Linked DNA regions of Rattus norvegicus: region 1 is linked to region 2. A link is a contact called in public Hi-C data. All regions are on one chromosome and are shown on one strand. Each heading gives the region's core, a stretch centred on a gene start, on an enhancer-like site or on the middle of the called end of the contact. The rest is flanking DNA. Distances are from core to core; before and after follow the strand shown. Region 1 holds the start of Blcap (BLCAP, apoptosis inducing factor). Region 2 holds the start of Rbl1 (RB transcriptional corepressor like 1).

Region 1 (7,299 bases), core at 3,511-6,010, 360 kb before region 2:
GTCCGGAGCTCTGAAAAAAAGAAAAAGGAAAAAAAAAAAAAAGAAAAGAAAAGAAACAAGCGGAGTGTAGTGACACTTACTAGCACTTAGGAGACCGAGGCAGGAGGATAATGAGTTTGAGGATAACCTGAGCTATCTATGTATTCCTGTATTCCTAAGCTATCCTATGCTTCCTGTATGTGGTTGAGATTGGCCCATCTACTTCCTGTTCCTACTGCCATGCCTTCCCGCCATTATGGACTCTAGCACCATATTCCACTCCACCCCTCCTACCTGCCCCCTGGAACAATAAGCCAAAAAAAAGTCTTCCTTAAGTGGTTAGTGGTCACAGCTTTTATCTAAGCAACATTAAAGTAGCTAATACACTGTGCTCAGGCTTCTGGGCACAGGAAGTCACTGGGCACAGGAAGTGAGTCTGCCTTGGCTTTGCCCTCTCAATAGGCCATGCATGGGTGGCGCTGTCTCCCCCACCCACCCACACACACAGCAAGGTAAGTGGTGCTTAAAGTACTACTTGTAGGAGGCCAATGGGCCAGCACTGTGGTGATTTGAATAATAACCTCTATAGGTTCACAGGGAAATGGCACTGTTAGGGGGAGTGGCCTTATGGGAATGGGTGTGGCTTTCAGAAGTGTGTCTCTAGGGAATGGGCTCTGAGGTCCCTGGAGCTCAAGCCAAGGATCAGTGAGTGCCTCACTGTCTTTCCTGCTGCCTGTGGATAGGGATAAAGAACTCTCAGCTCCTTCTCCAGCTCCATTGTCTGCCTGCACACAGCCAAGCTTCCCGCCATGATGATAATGGACTAAACCTCTGAAAATGTAAGTTACCCCCCAGTTAAATGGTTTCCTTTATAAGAGTCGCTGTAGTCATGGTGTCCCTTCACAGAAACTGACGGCTGATGGGGGGGATGGCAGGTGACTGTAGAGGAGAGGGACACCACCTCCAGAGAAGAGTAACAGGGTCATCATAGCAAGACTCTCCTGGCTGCTGTGTGAAGGAGGCCTGTGGTTTCTGTTGCTGAGATAAAGACAAAACAACAAACAAAAAACAGAAACAAAGTACCTGACAGAGAGCAGCTTAGGGGAGAAGGGACTGACTTGATTTACAAACCCAGATTACAGTCCGTCATGGAGAGTGGGGAGAAGGTCAAGGTGCCGGGAGCTGGAAGCAGCTGGCCCCACCACATCCACAGGCAGAGAATGAACGCATGCAGGCTTAGGTGCAACCTACCTTTCTCTGCTTACACAGTCCAGGTTCCAAAGCCAGGGAATGGTGCTGCTAACTTTCAGACCAGGTCTTCCCATATTAATTAAAGCAATCAAGAGCCTCTTCCACAGATACGCCTATGGGTCAACCTGCTCTAAATAAATCCCTCACTGAGACTCTCTCCAGGTGATTCTAGGCCACGTTGGCAAAAACCTAGTCATCCCAAGGACTTTGGGGTTTGAGAGGAATCAGAACAGAAAGGGCAGTGAGGCCTGAGGGAAGGAGGATGGTGACCAGGACCAAACTTTGGTGGTGAAGACAAAAAGGTCTAAGGGGGGCAGGGATTCCCCAAGGAAAAGACAAGTTTCAGAGGTTGCAGAGTTGAGGAAAGCAGGTGTCCTGGTTGGGTACCAGGAGGACGGGATAATTTCAGAGGCCTTGGCAGGAAGTCAAGGTTGGCTTAGCCAAATTTTAGGGCAGAAAGGGTTTCTGGGTCATTCAAAATCCCAGGATCCAAGTGGAGCAAGCCTGAGGGTGGAAGCGACCAGGGTGGTCGAGCAGAGGTCAGAAGCCATGCCTGCCTCCCAGCTTTGCAGAGTTCCCATGAGAAAGTTGGCCATTAGGGCTTTGCCAGGGCCCACACCTGCCACAGAAGTACTTGAAACACGCTTTCTGACCCTTGTTTTGTATAGATACAGAGCTTTTCGACATCCACTCTTGTTCTGAATACTGAATCGGAGACCTTATATTTACTAATAAACCTCAGACACTATAGCCGGGCAGGCTCTAGGCTATTCTAACCTGACCAAGCTGGCCTTAGACTACTTCTCAGCCTACTTTCCAGCCACACGGCCCGATACCTGCCCTCTTCATCTTGTCTTGGTGCTTCCTTCTCCATGTGCTCCCCAGTGCCAGCAACTCCCTGGTTCCCCACCTGAGGCTGTCTCCCTCTCTTTGGACCCTGAGGTCCCACCTTTCCCTTTCCTGTCCAGTTGTGGGCTGTTCCGCTCTTTATTTTAACCAATCAAGATGCTGCAATACAACGTTTCACAAAACACTGAGTCAGGAAATGCTTCCTAACCATGGCAATACCAAAGTCCAGACGGCTACTGGGTCTCTGGATACAGAAATCAGCATCTGAATGCACAATGCAGGAAAACGCTACTCAACAGGGTCTCTTAAAATATTCTTTTCCTATTTTTTTTTTCTAGGACCAGCTGGATGAGTGTTTCCCATGAGACCATCTACCTAAGCCGAGTCGTCTTCCTCTCCTGATCCCAAGAAGCCACTAATTTGATTGCTATCACCTCGGCTCAGTTTCGACAACTCTTGAGCTAGAGAAATGGAATCGTGCTGTTTGCACCGGGTTGGTTCCACCTCCTTTTAACCCATAGACTGTACATCAGACTAATCTGTAGTATTCTAGTGTGTAGTGTCCTCCTGGTTTGTTCCATTTACGCATAAAATACGTGTGTCCCTCAAAATTCAGAGGGGATTGGTTCCAAGGCCCTAAATATGAGGATGCTCAAGTCTTTCATAAAATGATGCAGTGTTCACAGGTACCCTACACACATCCTCCCACGGTTCACTGCTAAAACTGGTTTTGGACCCTGGGATAAGAGACCGGGGTGTGTATTTTATATATCAAAGCAGTCCTGGCCTCCAGGTTTTCCCAGCATCCCTCAGTCCCTTCTTGGCATACCCTGCCCCCAACCATGAACTTTCCAGCCCAAAGGCTCCTTCCTATATATGCCAGATATTTTTGCTCTTCCCACCTTGGTCTCCTCCCCCCTCCTTCCTTCTGTCTCTGTGTCCGCCCTTTCTCTCTTTCTCCCCCATGGTGTCTTTTCTGGGTTCCATCCTTAGGGCCAGTAAACTCACCAGAGAGTGAGTAGCTTTCCAATAATCCTGCCTTTCAAAGCATTCTAGTCTGGCTTGAATTGGCTCATTTCACCATCAGCAGAGAAATAACCTATCAAAAACCTGTAAGAGCTATAAAAAAAAAGCACTTATGGTTTTTAGGCAATGACAACAAAAGTACATATTCAGTATAGGTGCAAGTTCTTCCAAATGTTTTAGAGACATTTTTGAACGTCCCATGCAGAAGTTATGGCTACCAAGTGTCAAATGTATCCCAGTTGTTTCCGGGACAACTGAACTAGGGATTCACTCTTACATAGGACTCCAGACAGTCCATAAGACTGGAGGATCCAGGCACAGCACAGGGGTGTGTTGAGAACAAGGAGACGCTGAGAGTTTTTCTGGAATGCCAATCAGCACTGCCCAAGAACACTATTTGCCTCTGAATCCGTGCTCAACCCACTATTCATTTAACCAGAGCTCCCCGGCCCTCTGTTTTCTCCTGTTGTTAAGTGACAGAAGACCAGGTACAGGTACACTGATCCTTAAGGACTCATAAGCAATTAAACAAGAGTCACACAGTCAAATCTGTTTTCCACCCTGGCCAAGGGCTCACCACCTCTTCTTCATACCTATGACCTCAGCTTAGGTGTCAATGCCTGTGCCTCAATGTATGCTTCCCGCATCCAGTTTGATATGATCTCTTTTAGCTCCCTTAGTCACTACCTGTCCGAGTCACCGTGACTTTAGTGCCTGGAAGGACGTTCAGGTTGCTTAGCTGGTCTCCCATCCCGAACCTCACCTCCATGTCTTCTAACCCTGAAAGTTAATGGCCTTGGAACAAGATCCCTTCACTCACACAACACACAAACTCAATCTGCCCAAGAAGGCCCCAACCCTCACCCACTCCAAACACTAGGATTCCATTCCTTTAATTTGCCTCTTAGTGCCTTCCACGATGCCTAATTACGAATCACGATGCCTAGTTACGAATCACGTACTGGTACAAATAAAAGTGATTACCCAGCGGTAATGTCTCCTCTGTCCCCCAACACTCACTCGCACCTCTTGACTGAGAAAATTGGGGTCAGGAGTAGAAGTCTACCTCCTTAACCTCTAGCACTGCGCTTGCGCACAGTATGAGCTCAGGAACTTGGCTAAGAAACTAGTAAGTGACCACACTGACTCATCTAGACTTTTTAACAAGCCTGGGGCAAGCCATTTCATCACCCAGAAGGAACCACGTGCTTAGACCATGGTTGAAAGGGCCAGATCTGAGCCACGAGAAGTTTTCCCAGAGTGCACAAACCACTAGGTCTTAGAGATTCTGGGGAATCAGGTTCATCAGCGTAACTAAACCACGCTCGCCCGCTGAGCTCTTAAAGAGTAAGGATCACAATCTGCTGCATATGCATGAAGGAGACCATGGGCCAGAGGTTCGGGGCTGCCCAAACTGCGCCTGATCAAATATTCCACGGGCTTGAGGACCTCAGTGCCCTATAATTTTATTCAAGTCCATAAAAAGTTCCGAAAGGACATTTTGTGGCCGATATTGAGGCAAAAGTGCCTGAGAGTAGCCTCGCTTTGAGTCAGTTTGTCAGGCGTCCGCGGCGGACAGCCCAATTTTGGACGGGGTCCTTGGACCGCTTCACTAGAAGACGAAGGGGGCGTCTCCCCAGCTCCTGCGGCGTCGGTGGCGAGCTAAGGTGGAGGCCGGCAGCGGCAGCGACAGCGACGGCGACAGTGGCGGCGGTGCCATGGCGGGGCTCGCAGGTATCGTAGCGTCGCCCGCCTGGGCAGGGTGAGAGGCACTCGGCGCGGTTGCGCCGCCATGTTAGCCCTCCGGGGTCACCTTAGGCGCTGCTTGGCCTCTCGCCCGGGCTTTCCGCGCGGCCGGGTACGGACTCACCCTTGTCTGGCGTCAGGTGACCTCCCCTTTTCGCCCCAACCTGGGCCTTGGCGGGGAGGGGGAGTCCTTTCCCGTCCCTTGGGTGGGTTCCGGGGTTCCTAGCTGTCACTCTGGCCTCCAAGGTCAGCGCGCTCCCGGGACGGGGCTGGGAGGGGCGGGCGCGACCACCACCTCCTCTGTTCCGGACCTTGGCAAGAGGCTCAGCTTCTGGGAGGCCGGACACTCTTCCTCGCCTCTTCAGTTTCTCTCTCTCTCTCTCTCTCTCTCTCTCTCTCTCTCTCTCTCTCCCTCTCCCTCTCCCTCTCCCTCTCCCTCTCCCTCTCCCTCTCCCTCTCCCCCTCCCCCTCCCCCTCTCCCTCTCCCTCTCCCTCTCCCTCTCCCTCTCCCTCTCCCCCCCCCCCCAACCAAAGGAGTGTGGGGAGAAGGTAGAAGTGGGCCCCGAACGCTCTCTTTTGTGTCTGGAGTATTAGGGTGACCATCTGCTTCGGGTCCGGTGTGCTTCTCACTCTCAGCAACTTTTCGTCGAGTCTGGACACCGGTTCCCCCTCCAGTGTGTGGGGAGTGGCCCTCAAGGGCAGCAGAAGGAATGGAGTGCCTGTCACACTTGCCTTGGCCTGGAAAGGAAGAATGGGGGATGGGGACAGCTGATTTTTCCTCCCTCCTGCCAAACCACCTTTAATTCCTTCTAGGTCTCATGTCTCTTTTCACTTGGGAAACTGGGGCCTGTTCTAGTTTATAGGTTATTTCTGTTTATAGGTTCGGATCCTCTTTTGTCCCTTTCAGGGTACTGATGTATTGGGGACAGCTTCTCTGCCCTGCCTGACATGGTCCAATCATCCTGTCAGCCATCTGAACTGCACCACCGAAGCCAGGACCCAAAAAAAGTTCCATTTTATGCGCCCATGACGAGTGTTAGATCGAGCTTGCTTGTTTAACTCAAGATTCATTAATGGCATGAGTTCCTGTTTAAAGATGGGGTTTCTGGAACCTTGGTCAGTTTCCAGGAACCAGATCAATTCTCAATCTGAAAATGGTCATCTTAAAGTTGTGGCCAAAACAGTTTAACTTCTTACCTGTTATTTCCAAGGGGGAATGAGAGTTAGGCCGCCCTCTTTTCTTGTTCCCTTGGAAACACACGCATTCTGTTCAAGCTTGTCACTGTGTGATCTACCAAGAGCCCTGTATTGCCTTCCTCTCTGTCTTCTGGCTCTGGCTCTGCCTGGGAATGTTCAGGAATCTGTGTCCTGCTGTGCTATGAGCCCTGTGGAGGGAAGGGGACAGGATCATTTCCAGAGAAGATTGTGGTAACAATGTTTCTCTGGCATATGGAAGAAGTCAGTGGTCACCTGAAAAAAGAGACTTTGGTAAACTAGTATTGTGTGTGTGTGTGTGTGTGTGTGTGTACATTTAAATCTCCAGGGGAAGATTAACTGCCAGCTCAGAGTCTTCCTTTAGGGTGTTGGCTCCTGGAGCCATCCGAGTCTGAAAGTAGATATCTAGTAAGTAGCCAGCAGCAAGCCTGCTTCCTTCAAAGCCTCTGTGTAATTAAGCTATCTTTGGCCAGCCCCAGAGTCAAAGCCAAAAATCTTAATCCCTGTCCTGTCCCTCAAATACATTTCAGTCACAATTCAGTTACTCTACAGATAGACATACAAGTCTCCCAGAACCCACATCTCTCAAAGTTTTGGTCGTTAGTGACCTCCCTGCTGAGATTGGGCTAGGCAGGCGAGACTCAGCCTTCTCTGGCATCAGTGCCTGGGGTCTCATGTGGTGCTGTAAAGCTAGTCCACTTCCTCACAACCTGCCTGCTTTTGTTCCTCTTTGGAGGTAGCAACCTCTTTAGGAAAAGGGGATATTTAACTCTGTGTACTAAGGACTTTGCAATAAAAGAACACATCCCATTGCTTTGTGTGAGAACGAAATGTTTTAATATGTAGCTGTGGAAGCATTTAATAAATAAATAAGGTGTGCTTGGGTCAGACTTGTGGGTGTTACACAAAGAATGGGCATGAACACACGCCTGCCTTCTCTGGAGGGTTTAGTTTGCCATAGGAGCAGAAAGGTGTGGAGTGGGAGAAGAAAGTGGGTAGTGGACATTTCACATTCTCAGGGTCACCAGGGCACCCCCTACACTCACTGCTGGATGATAGATGGAAGAATAAAGATTTTACCAAAATCATCTGGAAAGCCCTGGGGTTACCAGTAGCCTCCTAGCTTGGGGATGGGGGAGACAAGATTTGTTATTTCCAGAGTAGCCAGACTCCTTCCTCCCTGGCTTGGCCTGCATTTGTGTACTCAGCTGGCATCTAATTTGGTCTGACACT
Region 2 (7,019 bases), core at 4,253-6,752:
GACAACAGTGATCTCTCAGGATCATTTGGAGAGAAAAAGGAAGTGTACAACTAGGAGGTGAAGAGCTACATTCCATAGTGGATTTCTTTGTGTTGTTCAGTGAGCAATCTGAATCTTTAGTCACCCTCTTCCCCAACGTTCACTGCTATCTCTGTATCAAAGGTATCTGCTGAGACACCTTCAGGTACAAACTGCTCTATGGTTCATTGAGTGGCATTTGGTAATATGCTAGGTGTGGCTTCAGGAGGTTCACTGTCCAAAAGAGGTCCTCTTATTTCAACCCTGCAATATTTTAGCTAAAATGCAGCTCCAAGTTGCCTGGTGGATTTAGGTATGTCCAACCTATAGCCTGCAGGCCACAGGCATACTAGATAACAGTGTCACTCTGGACACCCCAGCTTAAATCTCATTTCAAGTCAGACTCAAGAATACCTAAGTCACTACATCAAAACTGCAGTGCTAACTAAAAAACACTGAGTAGCATTCACCCTTCATCATACTCTCCTTTGGCTCATTTTAGGAAACCAACTCTATTAGCCACTTTTGAACTAGTCTTTTTTCTAGATTACCCAATTAAAAAATGAGTAACCGCTTAGTGATAGTTATAAGGAGCCTAACTCTTAAGTACATATATAATTAACCCTTTTCATTCTTGAAGTCACCTCATTTTATTACCTTCATTTTGCAGATGGAGAAGCTAAGGAAACAAACATGAAAGTGATTTGCTCTGGGTCACACAACTAGTAAATGGTAAAGCCAGAGCTGCCCAAGCACACTGGCTCCTACACCCACACCCTTGGCTAGTGTGTTGTATTCTTCTCCAGTCTGCTTGCTCTTGCAAATGGGAATAAACACAGATCTGCTCTACAATTCATCTCCATTGCTAAATGTGTGCTCCAAACAAACTCATGTGCCTAAGCTTGGTTGCGGGTCCTGAGGAAGTGGCATTTGGGAGTGGTGAGAAAAACAATTTGAAACCAATTGTGGATAGAAGCTGACTGCCCATGTTCTGCTCGAGATGGCTCTCCAGACAGCTCTCTTGTGCTAGAAAAAAAATTTTTTTGAAAGCTCTCGGGATAGCTCATAGGTTTTCTGACCAAAGTCAAAAAAAGCTGCTAGAAAAAAATTCTAAAAGAACAGTAAAAATTCTAAAAATGGGGGTTGGGGATTTAGCTCAGTGGTAGAGCGCTTGCCTAGCAAGTTCAAGACCCTAGGTTCGGTCCCCAGCTGGGGGTGGGGGGGAGAAAAGAAAAAAAAAATTCTAAAAATGTCGTTTGCTCTCCAAGCAGTTTTGTTAACCAAAGCCATCTTTTATTTACATATCAATTAAGTCATTTACTCCAGATTCCCTTTTGATTATTCCACAAATCAGCATACTATGACTGTACATGCTTGATTCTTGGAAAAGGACAACTACTTTTTTTTTTAGTCATTGCAAATGAATTCAGAGATCTGCCTGCCTTGTAAGCCTAGACAATAAGGGTGGGATCCTGTCCTGAGATTACCATTCCTACTATGCCTGGACCTAAATTCACCTGTCCCAAGCTGATCTTAAACTCAGTTATCTGCCTGCTCATATCTTTCTGACAAGCTGGCTTATTAGTGCCATTGTTCTTTTAGGTCTGTCAAGACAATCATGCAATTCATATTGCATCTTTATATTTTGCATAGTTGAGAAAGTATATATTTTTGAACTCATGTTTTCCGAATTCTTTTCCACAGCCTTAAGGGCTGTCCTGAAGGTCACAGCACTTACTATTTTTGCTAAGGAACATAGACACACCCTCAACTCCTGGAATCTGTTTCTAACTATCATGGAGGTATCCCGAAGGAGGACCATAAAGCAAATAATTTGTATAGTAATAATTTGTATAACACTATACATCATTATACAAATAAGCCTCATGCCCTACAACTGTCAATACTCATAGAAGCCCAGGTCCTGCTTGTTCTGCTCCAAATTTGGGAAACCTTGTCATACCCTCCCTTCCAACGCCATGCATGACTTGGCACTCAAACAACCAAATATGCTTTTAGTGATACTGAGCCTCCACTGTTTTATCAAGTTCATGGACTGGCCACTTCACTCCTAAAGTTAGTATACTGTACAGATAATGAAATTATATAAAAACTGGTGTTTATTCATGAACCTTTTTTTTTTTTTCAGTCTTTGACTTGATTTCATGAACTGTTCCATTCTCAGGGTAGAAACAGACCTGTAGGGACAGAAAGATTCCATACTTAAAAAGTGAGAGAACGGGGCTGGAGAGATGGCTCAGTGGTTAAGAGCACTGACTGCTCTTCTAGAGGTCCTGAGTTCAAATCCCAGCAACCACATGGTGGCTCACAACCATCTGTAACGAAGTCTGATGCCCTCTTCTGGTGTGTCTGAAGACAGCTACAGTGTATTTATATATAATAAATAAAATCTTTAAAAAAAAAATGTGAGAGAACAAGCCAGGCCTGGCATCTTATGCCTGTGTTCCAGCAGTTGTGAATAGAGGTGAGAGAGCTGTCACTAGTGCAAGGTCACCCTGATCTGCTTAGCAAACTCTAGGCAAGGCAGAAATATACAGCAAGACTCTTCACAGAGACAGGGATGAAGTCTCTTTTGAAACCCAAAAATTTAAGGTGACTATGATTACAGAGCCTAACTGTGGACATAGTTTAGATTTCAAGTGGCCATAAAAAGCTGAATGACCCATTTTCCTTTTCCATTGTTTTGTGTGGAATCCCTTTCCCTTCAGGTAAATCTTTATTTTGTGGGTAATGCCACCAAGAGATGGCGTCAAGCATAGCAATGCTTCGTTTATTTATATTTGTTGGTTAAAATTCACAGGAAGAAGTACACACTCAGAGACAGAGGACTGCCATTTACTGAACTACCTCAGATGTTAGGAATATTAAAATTTCTACAACACAAAGTGAAATGTATGAGATAATCTTGAGATGATTTGCAGTAGACTATTCCAGTATTATTTTTAGAAAAACAGAATGGGGAGACTCAACCTCATTTCCCATTTGCATGTTCTTGTTTCTAAAGGCTTATCTGCTTATGTATTTTAGCCTATATGTGTCAGTGTTTTGCAGCATGTGTGTGTGTGTGTGGTCTGTGCTTGTGGCTGGTAACTGCTGAGGCCTGAAGAAGGTATCTGATCTTCTGGAACTGCTGTTATGAATGGCTGCCAGCTGGAATGCCAATGGTGGGAACTCAACCCACATCCTCTTAAAGAGCAGCAAGTGCTTGTTTATTACCTGCTAAGCCTTCTCTTCAGCTCCCATCCTTATTCCATTTCCAATGTCACTGGAACCTCTCACCATGCCTAACTCAGTCACTCCAGAATAGCTGGTACATTTGGTCCTGTCTGCTTTCTTTCCACCTTCCAGGCCTCTTTGGTCTGCTTCATGGGTGAGCAGGTCTGGCTTATCATTGAGCCAAGGCCATAAGAAAAAGATTTCTCAGAAGCACTTGGATTTCTACCACAGTGTGGTCTGTAAATGAAGAGAAAACTAGATTTCCACCAAAAGAGTCTCCAACTGTCATGCAGTGTCAGAATAATCAGGCTGCTTAGGGAGAATTTGCAGCCAGCATAATTTGAGTCCCACCAATCCTAATCACAGCCCAATGAAAACTCAAGAGTTGGCATGGAACTGAGTGATTGGGGTGAGGATATTTTACACAATTGAAGTTTTGGGGGTTTTTTTGGTTTTGTTTTTACTTTTTGAGACAGGTAGCCCATCCTATTTAAAATCTTTTAACTCCTTGTCCTGGATGACAACCTATGCTACTGGAGTACTCTGTAGCTATAGAAGGCTCATAGTCTTATGCACAGCCTTCCCCAGGGATGCGTGTGTGCGTGTGTGTGTGTGTGTGTGTGTGTGTGTGTGTGTGTGTGTGTGTGTGTGTGTGTGTAGGGAGCTGCAGCTTTTGTAGGTTGTCACCCCGGACAGAATAATGGGCATTTTGATGATGCAGACGCCTTTGAGTCATCCATGCTCTCCTTCTATGTGATCCCAGCAAACTAATTCTCTGTTTCACTAAAGCTTGATGAAGCCAGAGCTGTTTCTTTGGTCTGTTGTCATTTGTCTATCTGGGATTTAGAGAGGGTTACCTCTCCCTGTATGAGGACTCTTCCCTCAGCAATATACCTTTGTATTTTAATCCAAAGGTATGGCACCTTTTAGCATGTAAGATAACACTCTGCTATCTCCATACTTGGTAGTCTTTATCGTATACAGTTCATGAGGCCATAGCTGCAGTCAGTGGATTTTGTCCAAAACCAGATTGATCATCACTAACATGTTAAAATCTCTGCTTTGAGTAGATCATGAGGCTTTAGCAGGGCATAGGAATTTCTTCATAACTTGCCTTAACATCCCTGTTTTCTTCTCTAGTGACTCCGTCAACCAAACAAGGAGCGCTCTGTAATTTTTCAAACACACTGTTCTAAGAAGTCCTTACTGTGGAGAAATAATCTAAATTAGGGGAATACAGTGAAGACGAAAGGGACTATCTTACCATCCAACTCTTTTGGATGAGCGGATCAGTGAGCATGACCATTTCAGATAAAGTACAATGGAGACGATGAAACGGATGTTAGATGTCAGCTTTTAGATGTACTGCTCAGAAATGGCCTGAGAGGGTGACAATTAGACTTAAATGAAGAGCCAGGTATGCAAAGACATGCACAATAGCAGTTTCAGTTTCATACAGAGAAAAGCCTCCTCTGACTGAGAACCAGCTTGATATTCTCAAGGTTAAGAATTACCTGGTGCATCTGAGTGCTATATTTTTACGTATTTTAAAGACAAAAACTAATCTCTTGAAGGATTCTGAGTGGAAACAGTTTCTAGTTTACGCTTTTAAAAACCTTTCAGGTGAGCACGAAGAACATCTCTATTCCTGAAATGACTACTTACTGGGACAGTTCCCAGAATCCTGGGAGTGAGGCTGAGGGTGTTACCTCAAACCCTTTCCCCTGCATCCCTTTCTGGCGAGGTTTAGGAGCCTACGACGTGGCGCTTCTAAGGTGAAGGAGCCACTTTCGGTAGCTCCCGCCTCCCATCTCCATCAAGGGTCAAAGCTCAATGAGAGCGGGTTGGAGGCTCGCTGGGGAGCTGACAAACTAGGGTCTACAGGATAGTGTTATGGAGAAGGCTTCCCACTAGAGTGAAAGGACTCGCAGTCCCAAGTTACCCACACCACGGGACTCTCTGTGGAGAGCGCGGGGCGCGAGTTACAGTCCCGGCAGCCTCAGCACCGGCTCGGATCCTTCCGCTCCGCTCCCTCTCACGTCGGTCCCCGCGGCCCGGGGTCCCGCAGCTGCCCATTCAGGCAGGGTCCGAGCTAGATCTTTAGAGTCCGAGGTTCATCTTCTCCCATTTCCGGAGACGGGTTGCTGCGGGCCCCAGAGGAGAAAGGGACTTTTTGAGAAGAAAAGCGGAGGCAGACGATGAGGGGAAGGCGAGCTCAAGTAGGCGATTTTCGCGCGCTTTGTCGCGGGGGGTTGTGGGTAGCTCGCCGGGAGGGAAAAGAAAACCCCGAAGCCGGTCGCGCCGCCCGTCGGGCCGGAGGGGATGTTCGAGGACGAGCCCCACGCCGAGGGGGCGGCAGCCGTCGCCGCGGCCAGGGAGGCGCTGCAGGCCCTGTGCCAGGAGCTGAACCTGGACGAGGGGAGCGCCGCCGAAGCCCTGGACGACTTCACCGCCATCCGCGGCAACTACAGCCTAGAGGTGAGCGGCGGCAGGTGGGCGGCGGCCCCGACCCTCGCCAGGCCCCACCCCCGGCCCGCCCCCGCCCCAGCCTATCGGGTGGTGGGAGTTCCCCCACCTACGAGGGTCTCTGAGGAGTGCGGGGAGGGAAGGGTGGGTGTAACTCGGCCAACCCACCCATTTGTTTTGAGGCGGGAAACCGAAGCTCAGGAAGGGAGCTGCTGGTTCAGAGTCTTACGCTGCTCCCGGGTTCCCTAGGCTCCAGACTTTCAAACTTGATTTCTGCGCGCCGCCCAGCGCCCCAAACGGCACAGTGCTGCCGTTAAATCGATCAGACCCAACCCAGTGGTTAAGTGCATTGCTCATCGCTGCCCAGCCCTTTGATTAGGAAACCCCCCCCCCCCCGCTCTTTTGAAACACTATTGGATTCCCATTCCACAGAAGGAGAAAGTGGGGTCGTAAGAAGTTAATTTAGCGCGCAAGGTAACGCAGTTTGCCATGCTGCTTGGCTCAGCAGTATGAGCCATTTAACTTCCCCATTCTTTCCGCCTCATCGTGTGTAGCAATTAGTTCATTTGTACCACGCACTGTAGTTTGATCAAAGTCAGCACACACAAAAGCTCTTCTCAGCCCCATGTTCCTTTCTGCCAGGCCGTTACCCTGATGATCGATGGGGTGTCTGGCTCCGAATAAAAAAAATGGTGCTTGTTATCATTATTAGATATTCCCAGCAAAACACACACACAAAATTTGTCTTTACAGCAGGGCAGTTAACTACTACCTGTTTTCTTGGTGGTGTTACAGCTCAAGATCGTGTTTTTTTTTTTTTTTATAAATTTATTTTTTAAGATTTTATTTTATTGTATATGAGTACACTGTAACTGCCTTCAGATGCACCAGAAGAGGGCATCAGATCTCATTACAGATGGTTGTAAGCCACCATGTGGTTGCTGGGATTTGAACTCAGGACCTCAGGAAGAGCAGTCGGTGCTCTTAACCACTGAGCCATCTCTCCAGCCCCTCAAGATCGTTTTGTTGTTGTTTTATAGCGGATTAGAGTCACTCTAATACAGAAACCCAGATTGGTCATAAGTTTACATTAGAGTTGTGATGGCCTGTTTGTCGAATTCATGCCCATGGGTTCAGCAGATCAAGAATATTTGGGGGTGTTGGGGATTTAGCTCAGTGGTACAGCGCTTGCCTAGCAAGCGCAAGGCCCTGGGTTCGGTCCCCAGCTCCGAAAAAAAGAAAAGAAAAGAAAAAAAGAATATTTGGGAAAAATTACATTTATCCTGAGCATGAACAGA

What was found. A called contact is a pair of places that touch in the nucleus more often than the background predicts.
Region 1: a contact with region 2 is called in a Hi-C map of liver, with 4 times the contacts expected there. The contact joins the promoter of Blcap here to the promoter of Rbl1 in region 2. A contact is called at or near these places in 3 of 12 Hi-C or Micro-C datasets (Schwann cells, liver and mammary epithelial cells) and 1 of 1 datasets of contacts at active chromatin or transcription factors (oligodendrocytes).

The regions. Positions count from the first base shown.
Region 1 is chr3:166,650,290-166,657,588 of GRCr8, reverse strand. It overlaps Blcap (BLCAP, apoptosis inducing factor), which reads left to right and starts at 4,760. Exons shown (of 2, transcript NM_133582.3): 1 at 4,760-4,839.
Region 2 is chr3:166,287,859-166,294,877 of GRCr8, reverse strand. It overlaps Rbl1 (RB transcriptional corepressor like 1), which reads left to right and starts at 5,502. Exons shown (of 22, transcript NM_001191066.2): 1 at 5,502-5,733. The coding sequence starts at 5,578. LOC134486195 (a long non-coding RNA gene) reads right to left here and starts at 5,227. Exons shown (of 2, transcript XR_010065010.1): 1 at 4,921-5,227; 2 at 1-4,635. Mroh8 (maestro heat-like repeat family member 8) reads left to right here. Exons shown (of 23, transcript XM_063285123.1): 23 at 689-870. It overlaps LOC120101995 (U7 small nuclear RNA), which reads right to left and starts at 1,149; the gene lies at 1,085-1,149.